2 separate regions of the Sus scrofa genome follow, and region 1 is linked to region 2. Evidence: chromatin contacts called from public HiChIP or PLAC-seq data. All regions are on one chromosome and are shown on one strand. The core of a region is the stretch at or near the end of the contact, and the rest is flanking DNA. Distances in the headings are between cores, read along the strand shown.

Region 1 (4,248 bases), core at 1,674-4,173, 37 kb before region 2:
ATCTATTCCTTATTTTAAACAGAAGTTATCATTTCAAAGCACCCCAAATATGTAGGATATTGGTGCTTTATGGTAGTCCTCTGCTCCTGTAACTTTGTTATTCTTGATTCAATATGAGGCCCAAGAGCACCTTTTGTCCTTGAGCCTCATAGTCATCCAGTACTCTCTCATTTTCTCATGTTATGAGCAAACTAGCTTACATGGTTTCAGTTGTTTAGAATGGAAAGTTCCTTTAGAAAGACATGGGGGGGGGGAGTCTCTAAGAATGGAAAACCACCCCCTTGATAATATGAAAGCTATAAAAGACATAGCTGAGAGATCTGCGGTGTCCTGAAGAGGCAGTTTGGAAAAGAGCTGCTAGAAGGCACTGTAGCTATGTCCTTGATTTCAGTTATAAGAGGAGAAATCAATTAGCAGTAATTACAGTTAGGAGGACAGCGAACTCTTGAAGTCTATTATTAAAAACTTTACACTTCTTTTTTCTATAAATGACACTTGGTTATTTCTTTAAAACAAAATGCATGCCTTAAGTTTCACAGTAGTAATGGTATTCTTCAAGTATAAAAGTTAATCAAAATAATTAATTCCTCAAATGCTGATGCTTACTTATTTTTCAGATACAGTTGATCCTTGACCAAAGCAGGTTTGAACTATGTGGATCCACTTAGATGAAGATGTTTTTCAATAGTAAATAATACAGTACTACACATCAGCAATTGGTTGAATCTACAGATGCAGAACCGGGAATGAAGAGGAACCTCAGATATGGAGGGCTGACTATAAATTATATGGGGATTGAGGACTCCTCAGAGGGTCGGCACCCCAACCCCCACATTGTTCAAAGGTCAGCTGTAGACATCATTACTTCCTTCTTACAAATGAGGAGACTGAAGTTCAGAGAGCAAACTATTTTGATTGAGATCTCAAACCCAAGAAGTACAAAAGCTTGCAATAAAAACCCTGATTCTAAATTTATTGGTTTTCCCATCCTTCCAGAGCCACCATTTTTTTAAGACTACACAGGACATTGATCTCAATGGAAACCAGGTTTTAGGAATAGTACAAGCAGCAGAAGACTGGGTTGAAAGGCTCTAGGCAAAATCCTCCTCCAAAACATTTCACTTACTACCTAACATATTTCTTCATCCTTGCACCTAGGTCAGGAGGAATTTACCTGAGATGAAAGTAATAACAACTTCTGCCCTCCTCATTAGTAATGGATATCAAAACAATATTGGAAGTTTTCCATTGCACAGTACTTATGCCTAGATCCCTCCACCTCCTTATCCCAAATCCATATTTGGTGTGGGAAGGTACTAGCATGCATGTATACTAGAAACCCAGGAGATTTTTAGGTACTTCTCTAATTTAAAAACAACTATCTTATAAGGATTTGTTGATAGAAGGCTGTGAGCAAACTGTATTTTTCCTTTAAAATATATTTGTTATCAATGATATGTCAGGCACTGGAACATACCAATAAACAGGTGGGTCAGGGCTTCTGCCTTCATGGAGCTTATCCCTTATTTTATTAGGCATTACAATTCTGTTCTATCTATGGGAGAGTCAAGCAATGAAAGGTAATAAGGAGACTGAAAAAGGACAAGAAAGGTAAACTATCCATGCCTTAGATATGGAAAATTAATCATAATTTTAAAAAAAGAAAAATAAATATTAAGACAAGAAATAGAAATATTGACTTCTAAAAGTAATTATATTCTAGCTAAATACAGCTTGTATAAGCACAAACTCAACACCCTTGCTATGACAAATGCTAGATATTGTTAAAACATAAACACTGGAAAGAAAAAATGTTTAAAGCTTAGAATAGAGTGCAGGAAAGAACACTGACATAAAATTCAATGAATAGATATTTAGATGCTCAGGGGGAATAAACATCATATGAGAGATAAGGATTCCTGTAGTTCATTAAAAGCTGTTCTCATCTAGCAGCCAATTGAAAATTAGTCATTATAAAATAAAAGTATTAACATGTAAGACTGGATTAGACAAAACCCTAAGAATTGCACACCAATGTTAAATTTTGATTAGCTGGAGCTAACTTGAGACTTTCTTTAATTTCAGAACATCTTCACCCTCAATTTTCACTATTTTAATTTGGTACATGAGGCCCATTGTAATCTGGCCTCCCCCTCTTTTTCAAACCTCATTCCCCCAAATTCCCCACATCTCTTCCCCATTGCATGCCCAGTAATCTGGCCATACTGAACTACTATAGTTTCACAAGTAAGCGATGATCTTTTATGGTTACTTGTTTTGGATACTCTCTTCCCTCTGCTTAGAAAGGTCTTACCTTTATTTTGAAAAAGAAATCAGAATACGTTAGTTCTTTAGAGCTACCATAACAAAGTGCTACAGACTGTGTGGATTATACAATACTTCCTCACAGTTCTGAAGGCTGGAAATTCAAGATCAAACTATTGACAAGGTTGATGGTTTGTAGATGGCTGTTTCTCCCTGTGTCTTCACATTGTCTTCACATCTCTACCCATCTGTGTCCAAATTTCCTCTTCTTCTAAGGACATCAGTCATATTGGGTTAGGGCTCACTCTAATAACCTCATTTAAAAGTAATTATCTCTTTAAAGACTCCAAGTACAGTCACATTCTGAAGTACTGGAGATGAGAACTTCAACCTCTGAGTGTGTAGGGGGAAAACAATTCAGCCCATAATACAAATTCTTACTATATAAATATATAGCTTGCTAGTAATTTCTTCCTTCATCTTGAATCTTTCCATCTAAGGTTTGGTTAGGTTTCCTTCCTCAGAACTCCCAAAGCAGGATATACATTCTCTGTCACATTAAAAGGGTCCATTTTCTGCCGCCTACTCTAAGATACGTCTTTGTTTTCTTCATCCCAGCACCTATCCCTATGATAGTAATTGTGCAAGTCTCCTTGGACCTTTATGCTTTATTGAAGTAGAAGCCCTCTGGCTTGTCCGTATTGTGACAGCATTTCCTGAGACAGGAAATACAGGATTAGCAAACTTGCCCAAGGAGCTTTCTTTTGGCATGCTGAGTTTAAGAGCTATGTAAATGGAAATATCCATAAGGGAATTGGAAGTTAGGGCACAGGCTCAACAGAGAAAACAATTCTCTAAAACTACAATTTGGTAAATGGATGTTATCACTTAGGGAGAACACAAATGAGAAGAGAGACATGAAAAAACCTTTAAGAACAACGAAGTTTTTTTAAAGAGTGGGAGAAAGAAAAATGAAATGGAAAGATCAAAAAAGTAAAGGAGACTTAGAAAAGGTGGTTTCAGTTTCCATTTACAGTGGTTTCCGAACTAGGAAGACCGGAATTTTATGGTGAGCTGTTTTTCCTATATGTTGCCACCAGGGGTCGCCAGCAACCACTGTAACATTTTTTATGCGTGCCCTCGAGTGTATTAGCTTTCATTACAGCATCACAAGGGCTTTTCCAGCAGTGTCATTCACTGAGCAAGAAGACCGGTTGCCTCACAATCCTTATTGGATGCATGACACTTGTTTAAGCTGAAGTTCAGATGAGACTAAAATGAGTCTAAGTGATTCACTGGGCTGTGGTTTACTGAACTCCATGTAGTCTCTTGTATTGGCAACTTTACCACATAATAAATGAATGAAAGGTACTCTCCGTTTTAAGAATTGGGACTGGTTATCTGCCTAGGACACACTGGATACCAACCTACAGATGTTTTAAGGTTTGATGAGTCCTTTAAGCATACTGAAAAAAAATGAATGTTCTAAAAAAATTCATCATGTTATAGCGATTCTAGAAACTACCTTTCTTCTAAAACAAGATGAGAGGAAAAATAACTCTGTACCCTAGAATGATGAGGAAAGGTGAGACTAGATAAAGTTGACAAATGTTTATTTCCTAAACTTTTTCCAGACTTCTAATTATTCCTGCAGACATTATTTCTGTAATGACAACCTCATTATCTCTAACAGTTTATAATGCAATTAAGTTATGTGTATATGTACTTTTATATTGGATAATTAAAGTTTTACTAGCATGAAAATGTTTAATAATACAGAAAAGTACAAATAGCAAAATATCACCCATAGAGTCCCTATATCATTAACATTTTGTCATATTTGTTTCTTCTGGTTTTTTTCTTGAATTATAAATATTCTGATGTTTCAACTTAACTTCTTTAGCATGTATTTGTATAAAATAGGAGCATTCTCCTACTTATTGACAGTACTGTCATGACATCAATAAATTTAGAAAACTAATG
Region 2 (3,979 bases), core at 181-2,680:
TCCTGACTTTCTTCCAATGCTTCCTACATTTTCACTGTTCTCTGATTAGCCATGTAATTCTTGATAATTTCCTTAATACCTGGTATAGCTAATTCTCATGTCATATTACATATGAGCACACAGATCTTGGTGTTTATATTAGTCCAAGGATCTGAACTTCACTTTCTAAACAGCTAGGCTGCCTTAATTGAGGAGCTAATACTTTCTGGGCCCCGCTTCCTCTCTACCAACTGCCCCCTCTTTCCACACCCACACCATGGGTATCATTAAATAACACTTTCCCTGTCCTTAACCCTCATCAAGAATTCTCCAGCTTAGAAACTAACCTCTAAGATCTGGATGTCTAAGAGTAACACCATGGCTCTTGAGGAAAGGAGAAGGACCATGACCAGAGGATGCAAACCTTGCTGCAGGTAAAGGGAAGGAGGAAGTATAATAAGAATTCTGGGTCCTGGACTTAAGGGAATCCTGAGTACAGGCTAGGAAGAGAAATTGTCTGAGCCCTTAGGACAGATGGGATTTCAGACCTTCAAACTGAAACCAGGAAGAGTTGGGGAGTCCCAGCTCATGTGACCTCTGCCTCAGAGGGTCCGGGAATGGGTCTTGAGAAACTGCCAAGGGAAGCTCTGGCTCTGAGTAGAATTAGTACATTTTACTTCATTTGGTGTATGTTTGACTTGTGAAAGGGAAGATAGCAGATGCCTAGATGCCTAAATTGGGGTGGGAACAAAAGCAGAAGAAAGTTGCCTTTTACCAGTAGAGATATGTCTGCTGGGCTGCAATTTTATCATTTTAACTGGATTGAACAGGATTAGAGAACATATTGCACTCTGAGTTCTAACTCAGTGTGGAATGAGGCACGTCTACAAAAGGTTGGAGTGTGAACCTCAGATATTTGTTGTTCGAGTCAGAGCCTTTGTGGTTTTGTACCCTAACAGAGGTTGATAAAGAGAGTAAGATTATGGAAGAAGTTCCCATCCAGTAAATGGTATAAGTTAGGGATCATCTGTGCTGGGTTTAATAGCTTCATTTGAAAGCTATATAATCATTTTTCTTAATGAAATCCCCCTAAGAAAAGTAATTTCTTTGCCAGCATGAAACTCTCTCCAATCGCTTTAGCTGCTGACAGTGGTTTTGAAAACTAGGTGCTTTTTCCATTTGCATGTTTATTTTTAATTAGACCTGCTTCCATTGGGTTATAGCAGCAGAGAGTGTATCATATTGCCAAGACTTCATTCCACTCTCTTTCATTTACTAGTTGTCTCTTAGTGATATTTTCAGAGTCCCCACACTCCTTAGTCTGAGCACTTGGGGAAGAGGAAATTGTGTGTTTGGAAAGTTGGGAAGGGACAGATTCTTCAGGTGGTCACAAACCCAAGCTGTGCTGGAAAGAGCCTGTGCGGAGATTAAACTGACCTTCAGGCAGGCCAGATGGAGTGGAGAACACTGCAGCAGTGCATTCCGAGCTTTCCAGGCAGACTGCAGAGCTGTTTTCTCAAATTTCTGCTTTTCTCAGTCGAGTTTCCTGGTCTCCTTGAGGGTCCCCCTGAGGTTTGGCTAGCAGAAATTGAGAGGGCCTCTTTCCCCAGATCCCCACACCTCCATTGTCTGTACGGATTTTCTCTAGAGTGTCTTCCTTACAGTTTCATCCTCTCTCTGGGAATGTGTTCTCTTTTAAACCTGGTGGCCTAAGGCATGGTGCCAAATGTTTCAGCAGATTTATTTCTGCCTTCCGAAAAGAAAAAGGGGGGAGGAGGAAATTCCCTGCTACAAGGCTGGCTCTGTCACTTCTCAAATGCTGTAAGATGTTCTAGGCTCTAACCATACCTTTTCTGCCACAGGCTTCAAATATGGTATCCCCGCTGCCTTGAATGTACTTCCTCTTCCTCTTTATTGAGTTAGATGCTGCTCATCCTTTCCAGCTCAATTCAAGTATCACTTGTTCAAAAGAACTTTCCCAACATCCTTGCCTGACTCAAGGCCTCCATTCTAAAACTCTCAAAATCATTTCCACTGTGAGTTGTCACAAGAGGCTTGGAGCTTGTGGTCCTGTTCCTTGAAGCTGAAATGAGCCAGCACTGAAGGGCTCCCATTGGACACTCATAGAGTCTGTCGCAGCAGCACTGTGCAGCACAAGGCAGACACTGGGTTTTAGGTTAGCTTACTGTTAACTAGCCGTGTGACCAAGAGCAAATCATCTCTCCTGGATTTTAGTTTCCACATCTCTAACATCAGGGATGGATGCCTAGGGCTGTCCAGCACTAAGAATATGTGAGACACTTTTAAGGGTTAATGTTCATAAAACATCACTGGTTCTAATAATTCTAACAAATAAACTGATAGCTGTTTTTAGAAGATAAAAGAGGTAGGAAAGAAACTACTTACCCCTTTCCAAGGCTGACTTTATAAATCAGCAGTGAGCTACACTGAAGCCTTAGTGTAAAACCTTTGCTGACTAATTGAAGTGCCTAATTATATTAGTTGAGCTTCCAAGTTTCATTCAGAAATAGAGAATGAGATGGTGTGGTTTCAGTATGTTTCTGTAGTTTATAAAGGCCAGTGTTATTCAGACCAGGTGATTCAGATGTTAAGGCTGGTGTGAGTTTAGATGGCCATTTAACTTCGAGGCAAAAGCATACTTAGTTCTCCAAATTATATAAGCCAGTAAATCTTTGTTTCAGAATTTTACACACACTTATATACATACACACACACATGTATGTGTGTGCACGTGCATGTTTTTTGTCATGAGATAAAATGTATTTCTTTTTCTTTTCTTTTTTTTTTTTTTTTTTTTATTTTCCCCCTGTACAGCAAGGGGGTCAGGTTATCCTTAGATGTATACATTGCAATTACAGTTTTTTCCCCCACCCTTTCTTCTGTTGCGACATGAGTATCTAGACATAGTTCTCAATGCTATTCAGCAGGATCTCCTTGTAAATCTATTCTAGGTTGTGTCTGATAAGCCCAAGCTCCCGATCCCTCCCACTCCCTCCCCCAAAATGTATTTCTTACTGTGATTTATATGTAAAGGAGTTTATGATTAAACCTTTTTTTTTTTTTTTTTTGTCTTTTTGCCTTTTCTAGGGCTGCTCCCGTGGCATATGGAGATTCCCAGACTAGGGGTTGAATTGGAGCTATAGCCGCTGGCCTACACCACAGCCACAGCAACACAGGATCCGAGCCACGTCTGCGACCCACACCACACCTCACGGCAACACCAGATCCTTAACCCACTGAGCAAGGCCAGGGATCGAACCTGCAACCTTATGGTTCCTAGTCGGATTCGTTAACCACTGAGCCCTGACAGCCATGACGGGAACTCCATGATTAAACCTTAATAATGTAATTGTAATTTTCATTTGGGATCAGAGCTTAGCAAAAGATGTTAAGGGACATGGTATGCCGACAATCCTTATACCAGGAAGACCCAGGATCGTTAACTCTCCTGTAATGGAAAACTAGAAAGGGCTTGAAGAAGAATTCACCTTTTTATAGAATTGCTGTTCATTTTACTGTGAATATCATAGTAGAGAAAACTCTATGCTCCTTGCAAAAGACCAATCGCAAAAGACCAGAAAACTCAAATAGCTAGACTCTCTGTCTTTTGCATAACCCACTTTATTTCCTTGCTGTGAACTATAGTCATCACTGACAAATGATTTAAAAAAAAAAAAAAAAACCCACCGTGTAGTGTTAAGGTATACAATATAGAGCATGTTTAATCTTTTGAAAATTGGTAATAGAGACATGGCAAAAGTGACAAAGTTTAAATGCTGGATAGATTTTTATCACCTTTAGAAAGTATATATGAAGCAATCTGACTTAAAAATATTGTAGGTTCTCCTAAGTAGCTGAGTGGACCAGCTGGCTTTGAATATGCCTTTAGTTATGGTAAGAGGATGTGGTAATTTTCTTCAGAAAAGAAGGAAGGGCTTTATTTAAACTTCAGGGCGTGGTCAGGCTGATCTTTCAAGGA

The links. HiChIP or PLAC-seq counts read pairs in DNA pulled down with a chosen protein or histone mark.
Region 1: an H3K27ac HiChIP or PLAC-seq map of skeletal muscle shows a contact between it and region 2. The contact joins two enhancer-like sites. A contact is called at or near these places in 1 of 5 promoter capture datasets (liver), 28 of 47 Hi-C or Micro-C datasets (alveolar macrophages, blood, brain and 14 more) and 2 of 2 datasets of contacts at active chromatin or transcription factors (alveolar macrophages and skeletal muscle).

The regions. Positions count from the first base shown.
Region 1 is chr18:29,956,471-29,960,718 of Sscrofa11.1, reverse strand. No RefSeq gene overlaps it. Among named protein-coding and RNA genes, the nearest start is that of TFEC, 22 kb to the left of the region's middle. Within about 2 kb of position 2,923, at least 34 of the 83 cell types and tissues checked have an H3K27ac peak or open chromatin away from gene starts, as enhancers often do. A contact at or near this core is called in retroperitoneal adipose tissue and skeletal muscle, where this site is marked.
Region 2 is chr18:29,917,787-29,921,765 of Sscrofa11.1, reverse strand. The region is part of intron 1 of TES (testin LIM domain protein); the gene reads left to right. Among named protein-coding and RNA genes, the nearest start is that of TES, 16 kb to the left of the region's middle. Within about 2 kb of position 1,430, at least 20 of the 83 cell types and tissues checked have an H3K27ac peak or open chromatin away from gene starts, as enhancers often do. A contact at or near this core is called in retroperitoneal adipose tissue and skeletal muscle, where this site is marked.